2 separate regions of the Sus scrofa genome follow, and region 1 is linked to region 2. The links are chromatin contacts, called in public promoter capture Hi-C maps. All regions are on one chromosome and are shown on one strand. The core of a region is the stretch at or near the end of the contact, and the rest is flanking DNA. Distances in the headings are between cores, read along the strand shown. Region 1 has its middle 130 kb from the start of EDN3. Region 2 overlaps GNAS (GNAS complex locus).

The links. Promoter capture Hi-C pulls out the DNA fragments that hold promoters and counts their contacts.
Region 1: a promoter capture Hi-C map of fetal skeletal muscle shows a contact between it and region 2, with 10 times the contacts expected there. The contact joins two enhancer-like sites. A contact is called at or near these places in 1 of 5 promoter capture datasets (fetal skeletal muscle), 13 of 47 Hi-C or Micro-C datasets (brain, embryonic fibroblasts, epiblast stem cells and 8 more) and 1 of 2 datasets of contacts at active chromatin or transcription factors (skeletal muscle).

Annotation. Positions count from the first base shown.
Region 1 is chr17:59,558,191-59,561,012 of Sscrofa11.1, forward strand. No RefSeq gene overlaps it. Among named protein-coding and RNA genes, the nearest start is that of EDN3, 130 kb to the left of the region's middle. Within about 2 kb of position 1,386, at least 22 of the 83 cell types and tissues checked have an H3K27ac peak or open chromatin away from gene starts, as enhancers often do. A contact at or near this core is called in fetal skeletal muscle, where this site is marked.
Region 2 is chr17:59,011,790-59,014,489 of Sscrofa11.1, forward strand. All of the region lies in intron 1 of GNAS (GNAS complex locus), which reads left to right. Among named protein-coding and RNA genes, the nearest start is that of GNAS, 28 kb to the left of the region's middle. Within about 2 kb of position 1,397, at least 19 of the 83 cell types and tissues checked have an H3K27ac peak or open chromatin away from gene starts, as enhancers often do. A contact at or near this core is called in fetal skeletal muscle, where this site is marked.

The sequences.
Region 1 (2,822 bases), core at 136-2,635, 550 kb after region 2:
TTTCTTATGCTGCCTTCCAGAGGCATCTCATCAATACAGATGTGCATCCTAACTTTTTTCTTTTTTCCCAAGCAGGGCGGCATCCTATACGCCATCAGCCATATTCAAGGGTGGCATGGTAAACCGGGTACAGAAGTGGGTTTTGCAGCATGTTTATAAGAGCAAACTGTTTGGGACTCAATGAACATCCATCACTAGGGAGCAGGCTGAGTAGATTTCAGCGGGTTCTCCACCTGCCCTTAACATTTGAGGTTGCACAGTTCTCAGCTGTGGGGTATCCTCTGGGTTGGGAGGTGTTTTGTGTCATCCCGGCCCTGTACCCACTGGATGCCAGGAGCCCCTCTCTCCGGTCGTGACCGTGAAACATCTCCAGCTGTTGGCATGTATCCTCTGGAGAGGAGAATTGGCGCCCTGGGGTTGGGAGGCCTGGATTAGGGTGCATGAGTGCTGTCATGTTACACAGCCCCTGGAGGAGGGAAAGGAATTGACTGAGTGGGAGGCCCAGCAGGCCTGGAAGGAGCCCACCCTTAGAGCCAGCAGCTGCGGGCGTGGGGAGAACCCCAGGCCGGCCTCGGGGGTGGCATGGGCTCTGGGGCCGGCAAAGTAAGTGATCACCTGCAGAATCACCAGCAGAGAGCGGAGATGGGGCCCCCTGCCGGCTGTCCCTGCAACTGCAATAAGCAGGGAGAAGAAGCCTCCAGAACCATATGTTTCCTGTATCCATTTCAAGCCGTGCCAGGCAGAGCCTTCAGAGGGCCTCTGGGATCCCGAGAGGCCACGGGGCAGAGGAGGGCACAGCTGCCATCTCGTCCACCTTCTGGGGACCCAGGGTGGAGCCCGAGCCCCCCTAATGATGGGCCCTGCTTGAGTGAGCAGCCGTGGACAGATGTCAAGTCATTTAGAAAACCCCCCGTTCTGAGATTTCAAGAAGCCCCCCCAGGATTTCAGTATGCCCAGTTAGTGCCAGTTGGCATCAAATGAGCAAGTTTTCCCTGACAACCTTCAGTTTTTGCCAGTGGTCTTCGTCGGTTTTATTTACAAAATCTCAGAGTGGCCCTGAGAAATGGGCCAGATTAGCTGGCAGTGCAGTCGCCGGTGGAAAAAAGGCGGCATTTGTGGACATGGAACTGCCGCCGTGTGCTTTTCCGTAAACCCAGGCGTGGGAGCGGTCGTGCTCGTGGCTGCCTGGTCCCTTTTCCATCCCACGCGCTCTCTCTCGTTCATGCGTAAATGTGCAAAGAAAACACATCTTTCGTCTCCCGTCTTCCCCAGCCTGACGGACGGGCTTGAGCCCGGCTTGCTGCTGGCTCAGCAGAGGCGGGGGGCCCAGCCCTGGCCTCCTGACCAGCACTGCAACGTCAACCAGGCGGCCTGAGCCCAACTTCCTCCCCTGTGTTCCTCCCTTCCTGAAAAACAGGGAAAGGGTCCCTCTCTAAGGCCATAAAAATGTGGCTGAAGAACCAAGAACATCTGGCCGGAGCTGATGGTTTCACGGAAACTCCTCCAGGGGTGCAGTGCATCCAGGACACCCCCTCTCCCTGGGGGCAGCTCAGATGTGGAGACACTGAAGCCCAGCCAGGAGGCAGAAGAGCCCAGGACCCAAACTCCCAGACCCAGCTGGGGCCACGTCCCCAACCGGGGAAGCCAGGCACCTACCCCCCTATCCACCCCCGACCCCCGCAAATAGAGGCAAGCGCTTAGTGAGCAGGAAGCCCATCCTGAAGCTTGAGGCCCCCCTGCCACAGGGCCCCCCAGTACCATCAGGGAGCCGGGGAGACCCAGGCCCAAATGCCTGGCCGCCTGGGACCTGGACAAGAGACAGCCTGCTTGCTCGGAGGTTCTGCGGCGGGTGGGGGCGGGGGGACCCCACCCTCCCCAGCCCCCCAGGTGATCGTGGGGACTCGAGGAAATGTTTGGAAAGCGTTTAGCACAGGGTTGGCTTTCACGGCGGCGTTGTGACACTCCTAGAAGTTTGTGACACAGGGCGGCCTGGGGGACCCACTGAGCTACAAAGGAGGGTCCTGCGCTCTGAGAGCCCTCTTCCCGCTCCCCAGGCTGGGAGGGACTCCAGGGGGCCTCCCTGGCCAGCAGGAGAAAGGCCAGCCTGTCGGTACCCGGCCTTGTTCCAACTGCTTGCAGATGGAAACTTTTCCGAGTCCTTGGCCCAGAGATGTCTTCCAGCAGCTGCCTTGGGCAGCTCATTTGTGAGGCAACAGCACCCTCTCTGGTCAGCGAGTAGTATTTCCTCTAGAACTTTCTCCGGGTTTCAAGCTATCTGCTCCCAGAGAGGGTGTGCAGAGTTCCTGGCAGCCCCACCCTGGGCGGGGTCATTCAGGATGTGAGCGCAGCCTCATTCCCGCCCCCTCACAGTTGGGGTCCCGGAGCCCCCTTCCTTCCCCTCTGGCCCTGGCTCTCCTCCTGAACTCTGCTGATGGGGAGGGGACCCTGGGGACAGAAGAGCCTGCATCCGAAGGCGCCCACAGCTCAGGCTGGTGGCTCCCTCCCCCCTGGCAGCTCCCTCCATACCTTGGAAACTTGTATGCTGTTTCCTTTGGAACATTCCAGAGGGCCAGGCTCTCCTGGGCTCTGAATCTGCTAAGGACCCCCAGGCGATGTCTGAGGAAAGGGAAGAGTGAAGCCCCAGGAAAGGCGCTGTGGTCCCCAGTCTTCCGAGCATTGCCCACTCCTCCAGGAGCACTGCCTCAAAGGACAGAGGCGTCTTCATCCGTGGAGTGCTTTCTTGTCTGTTCAGCATCTTGCCCCCCTTCTGAAAGCAGCCACTCACCTCCCCCCTCTCAGGGTCCCCATCCATATGGCTTGGG
Region 2 (2,700 bases), core at 147-2,646:
CACACTATCAGAGTGACCTCTGCCTCCCCAGCCCGCCTGCGTGCCCTGGGCCTTCCGGGAACCAGTTCTGGGGCCTTGGGCAAATCCTTTATCTTCTGGGTCCCTGCTTTCCCCATCTGAAAAGTGAGGGGTGTGTCCTTCTCACTGTAAAACTTCTTCGAGTCTCTCCTAAAAAGTTTGACTAGAACAGGTATGCCAAACACCCCCTCCCTGACGCCCGCCAGCCCCGCAGACACACACTCTGCCCTTTCAAGTTGCCTTCCAAAATGGCAGATTGCACAGGAAACTCCAGGCCTCGCTCTTGCCCCTGGATTCATAATTAATAATTTCTGGGTACCCATCACAGAAGAATCTTTGCAGGAAGCAGAGGAGTGTGGGACTTTTTTCTCACCCCAATCGAGAGCTAGAAAAGAACTCCAGATGTGGGCAGAGGTCCCTTTTTCCATCAGGGAAACCCAGGGAGCCTTCCTGGAGGAGGTGGCATTTGAGACAGTATGGGAGGATGCAGGGAAATGAGGGAATAGGATTTGGGGTGGATGTGCGATGCTGTCTCAGAACATACTGGCTGAGGGGGACTCCTTATCGCTTTTTCATCCATGAGCACGTCGTTGGGGTTTGAGGGTCTCGGAGATGGCAGGGCTAGTTCTCATTTTCCCCCCTCTACCGCCCCCCCCCCAACCTCTCAGGGCTGCAAAACCCCTGTGTGCTAAGGAGCATGCTTACTAGGAAGAGTCTTCCCAGCTAAGTTGGGACCCCTGTCCTCCATCCCAGGCCTGACCCTGGACTTGGGGGAAGGTCACTTCTGCCTTGTTGAGGCCAAGTCTCCAGGGGAGGGGAGGTTGCCTCTGATGGCGGCTGGGGCCAGGTTCCTCGGTTCCAAAGAGAACAGGCATCCTTGCCACTCCCCCGCCCCGCAGCAGCTGTAAAATCATGAGCTCATCTGTTCGAGAAGGGCCTCGAGAACTCCTGCCAGGGCCTCCCGAGTCCCTTCCGTCATGGGAACGTATCCGTTCCCAGTGAAACCTGCCCGCCGTGCCCATCCTTAGACGCGTCCCCTGCTCTCTTTCTTTCATAGTTGAAAAATCAAAGGACCTGATAAAATACATCAACGTCGGGCAAAAGTTTTCCCCCTTCTGCCATGAAAATCCTCTTCTTTAAGTTAACAAACTTTATTCCCACATTCTTCGCCTACACGCCGCATCTTCTGGGGCGTCTAGAAAGCTTTCCTTACCTTCGTGCTCGTCACCCCCCCCCACGTGCAGCCCACCCCTTGGCCAGGATGCAGGGGCGCCAGGACTCTGGGTGGGGGGCGCGGGGAAGGCAGGGCAGGTGGGCTCCCCCGTGTCCGGCCCCTTTTCTGGGCCGTAGAGCGCCTCCCCCACCAGAGGTCAGCAGAGAGCGTGGAATGCCTGGGAAGCTCGCAGGAAGTGGGATCACTTGGAATTTTCTAGATGAAATGTTAGGAAGCGCAAGGGAAAAAAGCCGCAGGTTTTTGCGGGGAGGGGGGCGGATCTCGGGGTTGGGGTCTCAAACTGTGCTGGGTGCCAGGGAGCTTGGCTTTCACACCCAGCCTGCCATTCTGGGCTTGGGGGCCTGTGCATTTGGTGGGTGTCTTTGCCCGGTTCTCCCCCCTCCACGACACACACGCCTTTTTCCTTCTGGGGGCCATGCCCGCTCAGCTCAGTCTCCCCGCCCCAAGGCCCCCCGGTGCCAGGCCAGCCCCTTCCCCTTCCCTCGGCGCTGGGAACCCGCACCCCATACTCTCCCCGGCCCCTTTCCCTTTTTCTTCCAGAAGTTGTACTTATTGTTAAAATGACATTCTAATATTCCAGGAAATCCCCCACCCCGCCCTTATCCTGTCCGGGTTTTCTATCTCCTTATCTCCCCCTGTCCTCTGCCCAGATGTATGGATGTCTCTAAAGAGGATGCGACCCGCGGGCACCACTCCATCTCGAGCCCCCCCTGCCGCACTGACTTCCTTAGCGCTTTTCCCACGTTGCGCATTGTGTCCTTTCGGGGCCGGTGTCCTTGCTCAGCCCTTCTGCCCGGGTTGCGCAGGGGGCAAAGGGACCCGCTGCCTTTGTCTTTCCTCCCCTGCACGTTTGCGAACCCCCCTGAGGTTAAAAAGCAGCTCTCGCCAGCCTGTTCTTTCCTGGAGAGAGAGAGGTGCCAAAGGAAGGGGAGAGAGAGGGGAACACAGGAGTGAAATAAAAAGTTTGACAGAGAGAGAAGGGAGAGCGAAAAAAGCGCCGTTAGTAAACTGGGCTCTGAACCCAGGAACCCAAGACGGCTGCCTGTCCTCTAGGAACTTAGCTTCTGGAAGGGAAGCGATCTGATCAGGTTGCAAGTCATTGAAGCTGCACCAGGCAGAGCTGGAGAGAGGCCAGGGCCAGCGGCCAGCGCAGCTGAGGGGCCAGGCTGGCTGGGACCTGGCCGAGGAGGGCTGGGGAGGCAGGCCCAGGAGTCCAGGGCGGGAGGGGGCATCCACCCCACTGCCCGTGCTGTCCCCTGTGGGTCCCAGGAGTGCAGGGTAGGACGAGCAAAGGGGGAGGCTGCAAGTTGGGGGCCAGCACCAAGGCCCCTGCCCCCCCTCCCCACGGTCCCCTGAGCTCTGACCGCTGCCTGCTTGCCCAGTGGGCCCTTTCTTGCTCCCCCAAATGTTCCTCTCCACATTCTAAAATGATGGTTCCATTTTTTATT